Regions from separate parts of the Anser cygnoides genome. Here region 2 is linked to region 1. Evidence: chromatin contacts called from public Hi-C data. All regions are on one chromosome and are shown on one strand. The core of a region is the stretch at or near the end of the contact, and the rest is flanking DNA. Distances in the headings are between cores, read along the strand shown.

Region 1 (3,447 bases), core at 101-2,600:
GCTCCTTTCAGAGTCAAGGTGTGTGTGTGTGTGTGTGTTTGCGTTTTCCTGTTTAGGACCATGTCAGTGGTCACAAAGTTCACAAGAGAAATGATCTCGTCACCAGGGTCCCCTTCATTGGCAGGTGTGGCAAAGGGACAAGAGCTGTCTGCCTGGGAGGCAGAATTACGGAGTTATGAAGGAGGCTGGAAAGGCTTCGTGGTGTTAGTTGTTGGCTTATGACTGAGTTCAGGAAGCTGGTTTACTGTCTCGAGGGTGGATGATCCTTCTAACCCGGGAAATATCCCATTTTGAATCCCACTAAGCACCTAGACTTCTGGACTTGCTGATAAGCTTACGAGGGCCAATTCAGTCTCTTAAATATGTGGGTATAGTGAGTGCCACAAAAAAAGTTTCTTTTGCTTTTGTGATGAATTTTGAAAATGGGCCAACTCTTCTGAGATATTCTTATAGTTGTCACCAACCAGTCTTTTACATGGTGATGAAAATTTGGATCAGTTTAAGCAATCCAAAAGTGGTGGTAGAGAGTTTCTAGGTCAGAGCTAAGCACTGAAAGGCATTTCGTTTGGGAACGGTGGAGGATGAAAAATCACTTGTCTCTTCTCCCCCTCTCCAGCTTGTGCCAATCTGTAAAGAGAGGTTCATAGATTAATTTAAGCTGGAAAGGATTCTGGAAGTCTTTTGGTCCAGCTGCCTGCTCAAAGCAGGACTAGTGTGGATCAGAGTCGCTCAGAGCCTTGTCTGCTCAATTGCTGAGCATCTCCAAGGGTGAAGAGTCCACAGCCTCACTGGAATCCTGCTCCAGTGTTTGTATATCCCTTCCAAGATTTTTTTCCCCCTAATATATAATCACTTTCCAGTGATTGAAGCTGAAGCAAGCGACTTTTAAAGATATGTAGTGTTGTTAATGTGCAGGTCCTTAGTGTTGGGGAGAGAGGGGTGTAGGAGCCTAAGAACTGAGCCTCCTGACTGCAGAAACAGCAGTGGGAAATTGAGCAGGTTGGCACTCAAGATGTGCGTGTGTCACATCTGGCTGTGTCGCTGCACCAGCAGTATTGGTTACTAGTGCCAAGTTCCTTAAGAGAGGGCAGCTGTGCCTGAAAGTGCTGCTCTAGGATCACAAGGCTTGAGGGGCGTGTGTGTTTGTGTATAGGTAGAAAGCGTTATTTTTTTAAAATTGTTTTAGGCTAGGCTTTGTTACCTTCCTCCTATCAGAACAGGGCTCTGCTTACTACAGCTTACCTTGCAGCAAAAGCAGAGCCCTTTGTTTTCTGCTGTGATGTTGCTTTGCATTAGCTGAGCTGTTGATAGTGGAGACAAAGCCGTAGGAGTTGCATTAGCAGCACGAGATGGCTGAGTTCCCAGTGTGTTACTACCCTGAGCCATGCTTTAAGCTGCTTTGTCTGTGATTCCTCATCGACTAACTACTTCACATTTAAAGGCTTTAACCTTGCTTTAAAATGTTTGTGTGTGAATAGGAGCTTGCTTGCTGGATTCAGATGGTCCTGCAGGCTGATATCTTTGTGAAGCAAGTGCGCTGTGTTTTGGCGTGCCCACGGAGGCAGTTTCACACGTGTGCCGTCAAGTGCAACGTCTTTCCCTCCCTTTTGGATTGCCTTATGGTTGAACATGGGTGCCCAGCAATATCTGATGCATTCCATTACTGTGCCATTTTGTTCTGTTTATTACCCTTCGGAGATGAAAACTTACACTCTGAAGTTCTGCTTTTTGTTTTCTGCAGCCGTTGTGTGAAAAATGCTGGTTCTTGATTTGGAGGAATTCTGCAAAAGCAGAATTATGTATGCTTTGTCCATTCATATCTGCTCTTCCTTCTGTTCCACTTGTGCTTTTTCTGTCTTCTGTGTGGAGGACCTTCTCTGTTAACCACGTCACTTTGCTTGTGGGTTTTTTCTTCATCTTCTGCATTTGCCAGAACCCATACCATCTGTCGTGTTCCTGGCTTCCTCTCTGCCCTGACCTGTGATCAGTTTAACACTTCCCATGCCAGCTGTCTGTACGCTGTTTGGCACACAGAATATCTTTACTCTTCCTTATGTCATGGTGACTTGGCAACAGAAAAACTTCATCCAGTTTTATCCAGGCAGGAGGGTTGAGAAAAGGCATAAGAGGGAGGGAAGAAGCTGAGACAGGGACTTACTGTTGTAAATGAGAAATGCCTCTCCTTGAAGCAGAGCATCTCTTTGGCTCTTCCTCCAAGCCACTAACTGAGCTTGGAAAGCAATTGACCATGTCAGTGTAAATGTTTCGGAGTATTTCTTGTTCTCAGTAGTGCAAATAACTTCCTTCAGTGCATCTCTCAGAATGGAGAAGCTTTCTGTAAGTTGTTCCCCTGGCTCTGCCATTTCTCATCCGTTGGATTGTTAGCTGGCCTGTGAGCTCACGTACTGCTCGTGCAGTTCTCCTTTGAACGCTGGTGGGCTTTTAGTTGCTGCTACTATTGCTCTGTAGCTGTGTACATGCTCTGTAATGGTAGCTGAGGCTCCTCTTGACAGGAGCAGAGTCTTTACCAACAGGACTTTCCTGGGGAGCATTCAGTTGTTGACTGCATAGCTCCTGGATCGTGCTCCAGCTATATCCCAGGCGTACGTACGCCTGGAGCGTAGCGCTGGCGCGGGTCAGGATGGGCGCTGTGTGCTGTCAGCTGCTCAGCATTCCCAGTCTGTTAGCAGGTGTAGAAGATCCAGAGTTACACGTGAGAGAATCTGATGAGGAAGAGCCTAAAAATATTTTTGGATGTTTCAAAGCATTTTGAGGTACACGGATTATCTGTAATGCTGTCCGATATACCTGCCTGCTGACATATTCCTGCGGGGCCGAGGCCTCCGTCCCGCTGCTGGGAGGGTTTTCTCTGGGAGATTTGGGAGTACAATAATGTTCTTAGTTAAGCTCCTAATGTACTCTGTCATCTTTGTTTCCTCCTTTCTTTGCTCTTTTGTACTTCTTTGTATTAGACTATTACCGAAAGAACAATGTGATCACTGAAAACGGCTTTTGTCAGCTAATGAGCAACAGCTAGTGGAGAGATGGCACGTTGCTGCCTTTGTCAGCTAACGAGCAGCAGATGGTGCAGATTCAGAGCATGGCACATCATCCGTGCTAAGTGCCTGGCATGACAGCAGCCAGAATGAGAGATACCAAATACCCAGAAGTCTAGATTTTCCTTCACCACTCTTCCGAAAGCCATTTCTTTCAAGCCAAGTCGGTGTGTTCAGCTGTGAGCAAGTCGTGGTGCACAGTGAGTACAGTGACCAGCTGTCTTAGTCTGAGGGCTGAAGGGTGTGGGTTGGGGGCTGGAAAAAGGTCTCACACACGGACAGCCTCAGGGCAGTGATTTCTTGTGTTAGGAGCTTACATACCTCATGCATTTCTGTTTCCAGTTGCCACTGTTTCTTGTTCAAACATGAAGGAAAAGCAGGTTTTTGAATC
Region 2 (3,334 bases), core at 703-3,202, 140 kb before region 1:
GGCTGAGCATCGGCAGGCACCTGACAAGTTTTATGAACGCTTACAAGAGCCAGGCTCAAGAACTCAAGCACTTACTCATTTATTGCCTTGATGTTAAAGGCAGAGTCACAGATATTAAGAACAGGGAGACTCAGGGTCCCGGGGAGATAGGATCTGTGCTGTATACGGAAATTGCTCGGCTTCGTGTTCTACATGGTGCTTCAGATTGCAGAAAAAGACCTCAGGAGCCCCATCTGTCAGGGAGCTTTTCTGAGAAACCAGAAGCGGAGCCCAAGCAATAGAAAAGCTTCCCAAGTCTCCCTGCTCCGGGCTGAGACATGTTTGTAAAATACTTCCAGAAACTGCCCCCACACCTGAAGGGCAAGGTCTCTAACGCTCATCTCCCTGCTATGTAATGCCTTCTCCAGCCCTGCCTCCCGAAGTAAGAAGGGAACCCTGCCCTTCAGGTGCTGGGGTGCCTCACCACGAGGGATGCTTTTAGGCTGAGACGCACAAATCCACCTTGACCGAGCCACGGCCAGGCACACACGCGGACTGCACCGCTGTTGTGTTTGTGCAGAGTGCTCCTAGGAAGGACGTAACGTATAGTGACACGAAGCACATAACATCTCTGCACACCAAGCGTTTGCCAGCAGAGTTTATTCCAAGAGTCCCACCCTTCCCCAGGAGAACCAAGCCGCACTGCCAGCAGCGCTGCTCTGCTGGTAGCCCTGCATCCGTACTCGAAGCTTTTGCAGGCGCAGCTCTTCCCCCTGCCCGGGGCAGCTCCCTTGCCAAGGGCAGAAGCGAGACATGCCAGCAGCATGACCGAGGGCTGTTCCAGGTGGGCAGTGATCCAGTGACACAAACACAAAGGGTGGAAGCACAGGGGGATGGAAACATGCAGCACTGAGGAAGCAGGAGCATCACTTCCCCACCTGCAGCCCCTTTCACATCACCAGGACTGAGCCCAGCCCCACGGGTGCAGACACGCAGCACAGCCACCTGCACCTCTCCTGAGGGCAGCCTGGGCTGGTACCTTTAAAGATAAATACAAACGGAGGTACTGCTTCGGGAGCTCATTGGCACCAGCTGACTGCCAGGAGCCAGAGCTACTAAATAGGAGTGAGAAGGAGCTGCCCAGGGAGAGCAGTGCTGGGGAAGGTGATGGGTAGGGAAGAAGAAGAGGGCAGGCTGATCTGGAGAAGCTCTCCCAGTGGGAAGGAGCTGCGCAAAGGGCTGTAGGAGGCTGCAATCTAGAGTCCTGGTGCTGCACTAGGGCAAGATGCCCTAATACCACCTCAGCCAGGATCTGGCACCAGAATTGGAGGCAGAGAAAGGACTTGGTGCGTTGTGCTGCTGGGAGATGCTCACCGTGCTGCCATGTCCAGGGGAGGAGCTCATGGCCCCTCAGAGCCTGGTACAGCACTCTTTGCACTCATGGGCTTGGCATTGAGGTGAGTTAAATGCAGGATCAGGTATCCCCCAAACCAGAGGTGCTAGTTACTCAGAGCCTGGCTTCACATAGCAGCTAAAATGATTTAATTTAAGAAGCAACAGGGGGAAGCCAGAAACTGTTGCCTTTCCACGTGCTAGGACGCTGGGTCTGGGCAGGGGCCACCTCTCCCTTCCTCGGCGCAGGCCTGGGGAGCTTGCGGTGCCCACACACCTGGCGGCGGGGCGGCTCGGGGCCCCGGCCCTGCCCCGGGGGCTTGTGGAGGCGGTGCGGCCGCAGCCGGCCGGGGCTCGGCCTGTCGACCGCCTGCCGGGCCCGCGGCTGACACGGGCGGGCGGCGGGGCGCAGGGCCCCGCGGCTTCCCCGGCCGGCGGCGGCTGCAGCTCGGGCCCGGGCCCTGCGGGGGGCGCTGGCGCCTCACGGGGGCGGGCGGGGGGCTCGGCCCGGCCCCACCGCCGCGTCGCCGCTTTTAGGGGCGGTGCCGGGGGCGGCGCGGGGCCCCCCGCTGCCGGGGCTGGGCGCACAGGGCGCGGGGCTGCCGCCGGGCCGGGCCGGGCTCGCAGCGGCTCCGCTCCCCGCCGCCATGGGGCAGCGCCGCGCCGGGGCCGGGGCCGGGGCCGGGTCCGCGCCGCGTCCCGCAGCGTGAGGCGGCGGCGGGCGGCATGGAGCGGGGCGGCCGCGCCGCGCTGGGGCTGCTGGCGCTGGGCGCGCTGCTGGGGCTCTGCGCGCTGCCCCCGCCGGCGCCCGGGCCGGAGCGGGGCGAGCCCCGGCGCGGCGGGCAGAAAACTTTCCGGGCGCTGCTGGCCGTGGGCCGGGAGCAGCAGCAGCAGCAGGAGGAGGAGGAGGAGGCGGCCGGGCGGGCGGCGCCGGTGCGGCGGGGCATCTTCTGGAGCCGGGAGCTGGAGGCGCGGGTGCCGCCGGGCTTCGCGGCCGAGGAGGCGGCGTCGTGGCCGGCGGCCGCCCGCGCCGCCCGGGTGTCGTCGCTGGAGCGCGGCGGCTGCGGGCGCAGCTCGAACCGGCTGGCGCGGCTGTCGGACGGGAGCCGGGCCTGCGTGCGCTACGGGGTGAGCCCGGAGCAGATCCAGGGCGAGGCGCTGTCCTACCACCTGGCCGGCGTGCTGGGCATGCAGCAGCGCCTGCCGCCCATGGCGCTGGCGCTGGTGGAGCCCCGCGGGCGGCAGTGGGAGCCGGTGCGGGAGGAGCTGCGCGGCTCGCTGTGGGCCGAGGGCGCCGTGGTGAGCCTGACGCGCTGGGTGGACAACCTGACGGCCGTGGTGGCCCCCGCGCCCTGGGGCGCCGAGGCGGGCGGCGGGCGGCGGCCGCGGGCGCTGTCGGCGGCGGAGCTGGGCGGGCTGCCCGCGGCGCAGCTGGTGGAGCTGGTGCAGTGGAGCGACCTGATCCTCTTCGACTACCTGACGGCCAACTTCGACCGGCTGGCCAGCAACCTCTTCAGCCTGCAGTGGGACCCGCGCGTCATGCGGCGCGCCACCAGCAACCTGCTGCGCGGCCCCGACGGCGGGCTGGTCTTCATGGACAACGAGGCCGGGCTGGTGCACGGCTACCGCCTGCTCGCCGTCTGGGACCCCTACCACGAGCCGCTGCTGCGCTCCGTCTGCGTCTTCCGCGAGGGCACGGCCAGGCGGGTGGCCGAGCTGCACCGCCGCCGCAGCGCCGCCGCCGAGCTGCGCCGCCGCTACCGGGCCCGGGAGCCCCTCTGGGCCCACCTCGGGTTCCTCTCGGAGCGCCAGGCCGAGCTGCTGCAGGCCCGCGTCGACTTCGTGCACCGCCACATCGCCCACTGCCGCGCGCAGGCCGCCGCGCTCTGACCCCCGCCGCGGGGTGCCCGAAGCCGGGTGCCGGTGGTGGTCCCACGCACCCAGGGACCCCCCCTCGGGCGGT

Evidence for each region. Hi-C and Micro-C count contacts between places; a contact is called where the count stands out from the background.
Region 2: a contact with region 1 is called in a Hi-C map of liver, with 2.6 times the contacts expected there. The contact joins the promoter of FJX1 here to the enhancer-like site in region 1. A contact is called at or near these places in 3 of 7 Hi-C or Micro-C datasets (granulosa cells and liver).

What each region holds. Positions count from the first base shown.
Region 1 is chr5:16,958,839-16,962,285 of Taihu_goose_T2T_genome, reverse strand. The region is part of intron 2 of LDLRAD3 (low density lipoprotein receptor class A domain containing 3); the gene reads left to right. Among named protein-coding and RNA genes, the nearest start is that of LDLRAD3, 48 kb to the left of the region's middle. Within about 2 kb of position 1,350, at least 1 of the 3 cell types and tissues checked has open chromatin away from gene starts, as enhancers often do.
Region 2 is chr5:17,094,660-17,097,993 of Taihu_goose_T2T_genome, reverse strand. FJX1 (four-jointed box kinase 1) reads left to right here and starts at 1,952. Exons shown (of 1, transcript XM_048045828.2): 1 at 1,952-3,334. The coding sequence starts at 2,098. The coding sequence ends at 3,261.